Regions from separate parts of the Mus musculus genome. Here regions 1 and 2 are each linked to region 3. The links are chromatin contacts, called in public ChIA-PET maps. All regions are on one chromosome and are shown on one strand. The core of a region is the stretch at or near the end of the contact, and the rest is flanking DNA. Distances in the headings are between cores, read along the strand shown. Region 1 has its middle 19 kb from the start of Gm38673. Region 2 has its middle 41 kb from the start of Gm39667. Region 3 holds the start of Fam124b (family with sequence similarity 124, member B).

Evidence for each region. ChIA-PET counts read pairs in DNA pulled down with a chosen protein or histone mark.
Region 1: an RNA polymerase II ChIA-PET map of memory CD8 T cells shows a contact between it and region 3, with 1,327 read pairs. The contact joins the enhancer-like site here to the promoter of Fam124b in region 3. A contact is called at or near these places in 15 of 39 promoter capture datasets (the 3T3-L1 cell line, the C10 cell line, the HPC-7 cell line and 8 more), 8 of 484 Hi-C or Micro-C datasets (CD8 T cells, the N1E-115 cell line, bone marrow-derived macrophages and 5 more), 6 of 115 datasets of contacts at active chromatin or transcription factors (CD8 T cells, T-cell acute lymphoblastic leukemia, embryonic stem cells and 3 more) and 3 of 9 other capture datasets (adipose tissue, liver and pancreatic islet).
Region 2: a contact with region 3 is called in an RNA polymerase II ChIA-PET map of memory CD8 T cells, with 453 read pairs. The contact joins the enhancer-like site here to the promoter of Fam124b in region 3. A contact is called at or near these places in 12 of 39 promoter capture datasets (the 3T3-L1 cell line, 3T3-L1-derived adipocytes, the C10 cell line and 8 more), 1 of 115 datasets of contacts at active chromatin or transcription factors (memory CD8 T cells) and 3 of 9 other capture datasets (adipose tissue, liver and pancreatic islet).

The regions. Positions count from the first base shown.
Region 1 is chr1:80,407,476-80,410,175 of GRCm38.p6, reverse strand. No RefSeq gene overlaps it. Among named protein-coding and RNA genes, the nearest start is that of Gm38673, 19 kb to the left of the region's middle. Within about 2 kb of position 1,450, at least 32 of the 459 cell types and tissues checked have an H3K27ac peak or open chromatin away from gene starts, as enhancers often do. A contact at or near this core is called in CD8 T cells, the N1E-115 cell line, T-cell acute lymphoblastic leukemia and 4 more, where this site is marked.
Region 2 is chr1:80,380,124-80,382,823 of GRCm38.p6, reverse strand. No RefSeq gene overlaps it. Among named protein-coding and RNA genes, the nearest start is that of Gm39667, 41 kb to the right of the region's middle. Within about 2 kb of position 1,308, at least 27 of the 459 cell types and tissues checked have an H3K27ac peak or open chromatin away from gene starts, as enhancers often do. A contact at or near this core is called in memory CD8 T cells and pre-B cells, where this site is marked.
Region 3 is chr1:80,212,638-80,215,337 of GRCm38.p6, reverse strand. It overlaps Fam124b (family with sequence similarity 124, member B), which reads left to right and starts at 1,394. Exons shown (of 2, transcript NM_173425.3): 1 at 1,394-2,405. The coding sequence starts at 1,674. All of the region lies in intron 1 of 2310015K22Rik (a long non-coding RNA gene), which reads right to left. The region is part of intron 2 of LOC108167342 (a long non-coding RNA gene); the gene reads left to right.

The sequences.
Region 1 (2,700 bases), core at 201-2,700, 190 kb before region 3:
ACACTTTAGACAGAGACATTTTCAAAACATTTTTAAATGATACCTTCCTTTATTAATACAACCCTTAGGGAATATAAAGTAGGTAATATTTACTGACATGCTATTTAAGTTGCAGGAAAATCTAGTCCTCAAAAGAATAATCTCTGGCCAGGATCCTCGATAAGACTTTTCCATACATCTTGTTCAGGTTAAATCAGTAGCCCAATGTTTCTGTGCTTTGTCAAAAAAAGACTTTTTTTTTTTTTTTCTGGTCGTGTAGGTCTGTATCTAAGGGCTTCATCTTACAAGTCAATTCCACATCCTGCCTTGAAGCTCTCTGCTTTGCACTTCCCCGATGCTATAAGTCTTGTTTACTGATTTTGTGCCTGACTGGGAGAATTTATGGTCTGGGAAGAATTGCAGCCAGGGCTCAATCAGCAATTCATCTTCAGCTCACTTTGAACGACTTACCAAAAAAAAAAAAAAAAAAAAAAAAAAAAAAAAACCATTCAGAAGTATGGCATCTTAAAACAAATGTGGGGTTTTTTTTTTTCTCCTTTTGAATGCAGTTTTCCCACATGCTAATAGTAACAGAGAACTGAGTGTTATTGCCTACAGAGTCCTACCATGTACCCATTTCTAAGTTGTTAGGGCTTTGTTTAGCCTTAGAGACGACAGAACAGCATCACCAGAAGCTTGCTATTATGGACGTAAATCATATGACTCTAAAAGCGAGTGTCTGTAGCTTGTGCCATAAATGCTAACATGAATACACTAGAATCTGTCTGGTCAAAGTGGATATGTATCTTTGATGTGTATGTGTGTTTCATAATGAGAGCTATTTTGAGCGAAGACATTTTGTTTAGATTTGGATGTTGTGTTTACCCTGCTTAGTTAGGCCTTCTTCGCAAATGTTTATTAAATCTTCAAAAAGATACAGGTCTCTGTCTAAATCCCTCTAGACTTATCTTTCACACCTTTAGTCATATAGTTTATTAATTGTAGCACATTCCTGGACAAATAGTATAAGGTAGAAATCTAAGCAAAATTTAGTGGCCCTGATATTTCCATACATTCTAGTCTTGACAAATGAACCGAATTATAAAGATGATGTTTAAATAGTTACTCTTGTCGCCATGACAGAGTCGAAGAAATGTGCCACCTCTTGCTAATTAACTGTTGTTTCTTTTGTTTAGTGATTTTTAATTTCCTGCTTATGAAAGGGATTTGTCATTAAAGATCCACTGCTTTATTCAATTAGTGTGATGAGAAAGCCTCAGAAGGGAGGCAAACTGGATTGTCTAATTACCTAAATTGTGCTAATTAGCCCCACGTGGTAAAGCCTTCCACCCTTTGCAAACCTTGAATTCGTGGCCTCTCAAATTAGCAAGTTGCTTTCAGTTGCAAGGTCCTCATGAAGGAGATTGGCATCTTGCCCACATCCTCCTGGGTTCACAATGATGCTGTTAATGTGACCTCTAGAGGGCGATCCTTCCTAATTTTCATAGGCTCTGGCTCCAGAGGCAGGGGCTGGAGGGCTCACTCAGTTTCAAACTAGGCAAGATCCCCTGTGAGGACCACAAAACAGGAAAAGTCACTAAGGCTTCCAAGCTCCCTGTGGCACATCAAGAACTCGTTTTTCACTTCTCAAACCATCCTCTCCCTTCATTGATGTAGTGATCCAGTGAAGTACCATCCACCTGTGTACTGAACCAGGCCATCTTTCGCATGCTACTTTATTTCTTAATATTCCATGTGGACATAGAAATTCAGTATGTGTCCCATCTTCCTCGCTTTTACTTGGTTTTGTTTTCTTACACATAGATTTTACTGCACAAAATAAATAAATAAATCGTTACTAGTAACCAATATGTCAACTAAGAAATGCTGGCTAGCCATGTACTGTGACAATGCACTATATATATATATATATATATATAGTATATAACTGCTGAGAGGCTCTGCCAGTGCCTGACAAATACAGAAGTGGATGCTCACAGTCATCCATTGGACAGAGCACTGGGTCCCTAATGAAGGACCTAGAGAAAGTACCCAAGGAGCTGAAGGGGTTTGCAGCCCCATAGGAGAACCAACAATATGAACTAACCAGTACCCCCAGAGCTCCCTGGGACTAAACCATCAACCAAAGAAAACACATGGTACTCTAGCTGCATGTGTAGCAGAGGATGGCCTAGTCGGTCATCAATGGGAGGAGAGGCCCTTGGTCCTGTGAAGGCTCTATGCCCCAATATAGGGGAATGCCAGGGGCAGGAGTGGAAGTGGGTGGGTTGGGGAGCAGGGGAAGGGGAAGAGGATGGGGAATTTTCGGAGGGGAAACTAGGAAAAGGGATAACGTTTGAAATGTAAATAAAGAAAATAATAATTTTTTTTAAAAAAAGGAATTAAACTCCCCCAAATCATTTTCCAAGGAACTTAATTCTCCTTGATAAAAACAGAATTGAACCTCCAAGTTTTAAGATGCTTATCTGAGATTTAGTTGCAGATCCATGCCCAGTCTAGAATTCCACCACTAGCCTCTGCAAATATTACAAGGACTCACATCCCCTGAGCCCTTCCCATGTGCCAGGAACCACCCGGTGCCTCTCCTGGTATCATTTAATGTAGGTGTATCTTTGGTATGTGCGAGTTCCAGACAACGACTAAGCAATGTGTCCACTCATTTTACAAATGATGACTTTGGTGCTCAGAGATATTAACTGG
Region 2 (2,700 bases), core at 59-2,558, 170 kb before region 3:
CTGCTGAATGTATGAGTAAAATGTAACACTTCAGAATATTATCTAAACATAAAAAGGAAGGGAGAGCTGATTTGTTGCTACATAGATGAAACTTGATTTTTTTTTTTTCTTTTTCTTTCCCTCCCCCCCCCCCCCCAAGACAGGATTTCTCTGTATAGCCCTGGCTGTCCTGGAGCTTACTCTGTAGACCAGGCTGGCCTTGAACTCAGAAATCTGCCTGCCTTTGCCTCCTGAGTGCTGGGATTAAAGGTGTGTGCCAGGCTAAATGAAATGAGAACATTACCCTAAGAGACATGCTGGAGCTGAGACGAAAGGATGGACCATCTAGAGACTGCCACACCTGGGGATCCATCCCATAATCAGCCTCCAAACGCTGACACCATAGCATACGCCAGCAAGATTTTGCTGAAAGGACCCAGATATAGCTGTCTCTTGTGAGGCTATGCCGGGACCTAGCAAACACAGAATTGGATGCTCACAGTCAGCTATTGGATGGAACACAGGGCCCCCAATGGAGGAGCTAGAGAAAGTACCCAAGGAGCTAAAGGGGTCTGCAGCCCTATAGGAGGAACAACAATATGAACTAACCAGTACCCCCGGAGCTTGTGTCTCTAGCTGCATATGTAGCAGAAGATTGCCTAGTCGGCCATCTTTGGAAAGAGAGGCCCCTTGGTCTAGCAAACTTTATATGCCCCAGTACAGGGGAACGCCAGGGCCAAGAAGTGGGAGTGGGTGGGTAGAGGAGTGGGGGGGGGGCGTATGGGGGACTTTTGGGATAGCATTTGTAAATGAAGAAAATACCTAATAAAAAAATTAGATTTTTTTTTTTAAAGAGAGACATGCTGGAGCAGAAAAGCCATGGTTGTGTACTACCACTTATATAAACTGCAGGAATAGGTCAGTATCCAGAGAAAGACATTCAATTGGTAGTTATCAGGACCTGGGAAGGAACCCATGAAATTGCTGCTAATTGCTACAGGGTGCCAAAAAGGTTCTGAACAGAGATGGCAACACTAGCTACAACACCTTCAAAACATACCCATAGGCATGTGCATCATAAAGAGAGTTTTAGCTATAAAACGCAAATATAACATGTAAACATTTAACTCTTGTCATCATTTGTGAGTCACTTGTTTCCAGTTTAGAGATATTTTCCTGAGAATATAATAATTGTTTTTGTTCATTTGTTTTTCATAAACAAAGAAATCTCTCTTTTTAGTGCTTAAGGGTTGCCCTATTCAGCTCCTTAACAACTGGTATTTAAAAGACAGCAGGGGGCTGGACATAGCTCAGTTAGGGAAATGACTGTTTGCAAGTGTGAGAACCAGAGCTTCCTGTGCAGAATCAACGGAAAAGAAAAACCACACTTTTTCACACTTTTTTTTCCTGCGTTTTTTTTTTTTTTTTTTTTTTTTTTACCCAGAAATCTGCCTGCCTCTACCTCCTGAGTGCTGGGATTAAAGGCATACGCGACCATGCCCAGCTTCTTTTTTCTTTTTATTAGATATTTTCTTTATTTACATTTCAAATGTTATCCCCTTTCCTAGTTTCCCCTCCGAAAATCCCCTATCCCCTCCTCCCTCCCCCTGTTCCCCAACCCACCGACTCCTTCCTGCTTTCTGGCCCTGGCATTCTCCTCTGCTGGGGCACAGAGCCTTCACAGGACCAAGGATCCTCTTAAGATAAATCATCGAAAGACTGTCAGGTGTCTCCTAGATGTGGTGGACAGTATTAGCTTTCTCAGGTTCATCTGTGTTTTCTGACTTTCTTAAAGACACATCAAAGATGAGATCTTTTTACAAGGGAAGAAAGAAGTCGCTTGCAAATAAAAACTCTGTCACTACCGCAATTCACTTTTGCAAAATGGTGTGCTCCCCCTAAATAAGCCCTGCTTCCATTCCATGAAAGTTTAGAAAGCTTGATCCGAACACAGTGGACGCCCACGGGCAGTTCAGAGAACATCCTTTAGAAGCCAGAGATTTGTTAAGTCATTTCTACTGTTTAACTAGCTTTTTCCTTTTTCAGCTTTTGGTGACCATAAGGGACTCAGCCTAAATAACATAATGCTTTTAGAAAAATGCTCCTTTTTTTTCCATTTTATAATGAGATTTTAAAAATAATTTGTAATTAGGACATTGCATGCAAACAGCAGATGACTAAGTTTTTTTTTTCTTAAGAAAGCTGAATATTTTTGTTTATGCAGTTACTTACATTAGTAAGATCTCTATTTTCTTAGAAAACAAAAAAGTTTAGTCTGTTGTGTGTACAAATAAAAGCATTGCAACCCCAGCAAATGGCTGACTGACCCTCCTTGGGGTAAGAAAGAATTCTTCCTCCATAGACTCTTAACTGGAGCATCGACATCCAAAACATTGACTCACTTGGGTTTCTAGTCTACTGTTCTCAGCATAAAGACTGTATCAGCTCTACCCGGTCTCCAGTGTGCCGACTTTCCCAGCAGACCCCAGAACTTGTCAGCTTCGTTAACCACATGAGCCAATTTCTTATATCTGTTTAGGGGTGTGTGTGTGTGTGTGTGTGTGTGTGTGTGTATAACATGTAAATGTCCTATGGATATGAACACTAATACATACTAGAAACAGAAACATATAACTTCAGAAAACCCCAGAGCCCCAGGTCCTGTTGTTCTCCAGTTCTTCAAAGTGGCCTGTAGTGGCTATTCCTGGTTGTCAACTTGAC
Region 3 (2,700 bases), core at 145-2,644:
GTTCTCCTGTTACTAAGTGGCCAGGCCCATAAGCTTCCACCTCAGCTTCTCTGCAGTCCAAAAGAATCGGAAACAGAAATTAGAAAAGAGAAGTGGATGACTGGATGCTTTGGTCAAGTCAAGGAAAGAAAGGGTCTATTTTTTTCTCCCATGTGCCTGTGAGAGTTTTACAATGTATAGAGACCTATGGATGTAGCCAGCAGATTTGCAGACTCAGCTGGAAGACTCCTTACTGCTCCTTTCCTGGGACTGCCTCCCCTGCTCCATTCTTAGCTATGGAGGGGCAAAGACGTCTCTCTTTAGAATTAGAGTACTCAGCCCATTATCAAAGCACGAGATCATAACTTTCTCATGTGTATTAAAGTTAGAGGAAGTTGGTTTTGAACTAATTAGAAAGTCACAACATATTCTGTAGCATTCATAGCTTCTTTTAAATCAAACTCACATTTAGAAATCGATGCATATCCGGGCCCAGCAACAGCACAACTATCAGAATAGCATTTTTTTCTTTGTTGTTTGTGGCAATAGAGATTTGATATATAGCCTAGAGTGCCTTCTACAGGGCCCAACCAGCCTTGAACTCACAATGATCCCCCTGTCTCAGCCTCCTGAATCCTGGGATTATAGGTATTTGCAACTAGGCTTGACTATTAAAGAATTTAGGAACAGATTAGGTGATTACATCAACGGTGGGGTATCCTTCTATTTAAGGTTCTACAGCCTGTATCCACAGGTGAGTGTGTCAACAGGAAGTTGACATGGCAGCTTTTCCTCATCATAAGAGAAAAGAAATCGTGGCTGGCCTTCTCAGCTCCAGAGAGGTAGCATTGGATATCTTGGGTTCAAAGACCTCAGCCACTTCACTGTGTGAGTTTGGCAAAGTTACTTAATTTTTTTTTTTTTCTTTCTATGCCTCAGTTTCTTGTCAGCAACTGGGGAATAATTACCCTCTTCTTTGTAGGCTTGTTGGCTAATTAAATCAATTCATAGGATGTTTAATGGCAGTTTACTCTAAATTCAACCAGGCATTTTTTTCAGTGAGGCCAACACTATTTAGACAAAATATCTCTTCTTTGTGACTTAGTATAAAATTATCAGAAGCAAGTAGCTGGCATGCAGATAAGACTGGGGAGTTGTTTTAAAGAACACATTCTATTCAGGTGGCCTGGCAGGCCACTGTAAACATCAGGATATTTAAGTAGGAAGTCAGAGCCCATTGTGGTCCACCAAATGGATGTCTAGTCAGTGTAACAGAGCCACAGATTGCTATCAGCACAACAGAGCCGCCTCCTGTTCCTTTCGGCCGATCATTTCCTCTATTGAGTTGAATGTAAGAACCACCCACTGGGCGTGGGTCTCAGCATTATAGGTTTTTAGGTCAAACCAAAACCCTGGGGAATGCCCGAGAAAGCCAAGCAAATAGTTACATCTGCTCAGACCGGATGACATAGAGCGACTCTGTTGTGTGTAGCCGACTCCACACTTGAGTGACATTCCCCGCTGGAGCACTGGAGGAAGCCAGGAGCATGTGTGATCTGGTGAAGAACTTGGTTCAGAAGTTGCTAAAGATTTTATAGAGGCTGAGGGCTCTGCGTGAGGCCTTGGTTCTTCCTAAAAGGCTGAGCTGTGGGCCCTGTCGGGTGGCCTTCATCATAATCTTCACATAGCCTGCCATGGATGAGATACAGGAACCTCTAGCCTTGACTGTGCATCTTCTTGCCGACACTGGGAACGGTTTGCTTCTGCAGCAGGCTCTGGACCAACTACTAGAATGTATCTGCCCAGAGGTGCGTCTCTTCCTGGTGTCTGAACGTGCCAGGCCAGTGAACTACCATGAAAAGTACCACCCGCGGAGGGCCCGCTTCCCAGGAATGTCTGTTTTGCTCTTCCTTCAGGAAAGCCTGGGACAAGAACGGTTGTTTCGAGTCTTGGACTTCCTACGGCGTTCACCCTGGCAGGGTTTCCCTACCCAGCATGCACAGGGGAGGTCTTGTTCTTATCTCCCTGCCAATCAGGAATTCTACAGTCTGCACAACCAGATGCCAGTGTGGGGCATGAGGCCAGTGAATTGTGGCACTGATATCCTCAGGGTGACTCTGTACTGCAGTTTTGATAACTATGAAGATGCCATCAGACTCTATGAGATGCTTCTACAGAGAGACGCCACTGTGCAAAAGAGCGACTTCTGTTTCTTTGTCCTCTATGCCACCGAGGGCTTCAGCCTGCAGCTCTCTCTGAAGCAGCTGCCCCTGGGAATGTCAGTAGACCCCAAGGAGTCTTCTGTGCTGCAGTTCAGGGTTCAAGAGATTGGGCAGCTGGTGCCTCTTCTACCCAATCCGTGTGTTCCCATCAGCAGCGCGAGGTGGCAGACTCAGGACTATGATGGCAATAAGATTCTGCTGCAGGTATTTCATTTCGTTCATTTCTGGGGTGTACCAGGTTTAGTAGGGTCAGATCCAGGATCCTGGGAGCTCAAACAAGCTAGACTTGGCCGTCCATCTACAGCAGGCCAATTAAAATGACGAATAGTAGAGGAAGACAGAGAAAGAATTCAAAGTGGCTACATTGAACAAGTGAAATCACCCTCCTGTCGCCACTCCCCTCCCCCATGAAGTTTAAGTTTAAATAGAGGGCAAGAAATATGCCTAAGCAGTCCTGGTCAGGGTGTGGTCCCAACCATAATCCATCCATTGTCTCAGC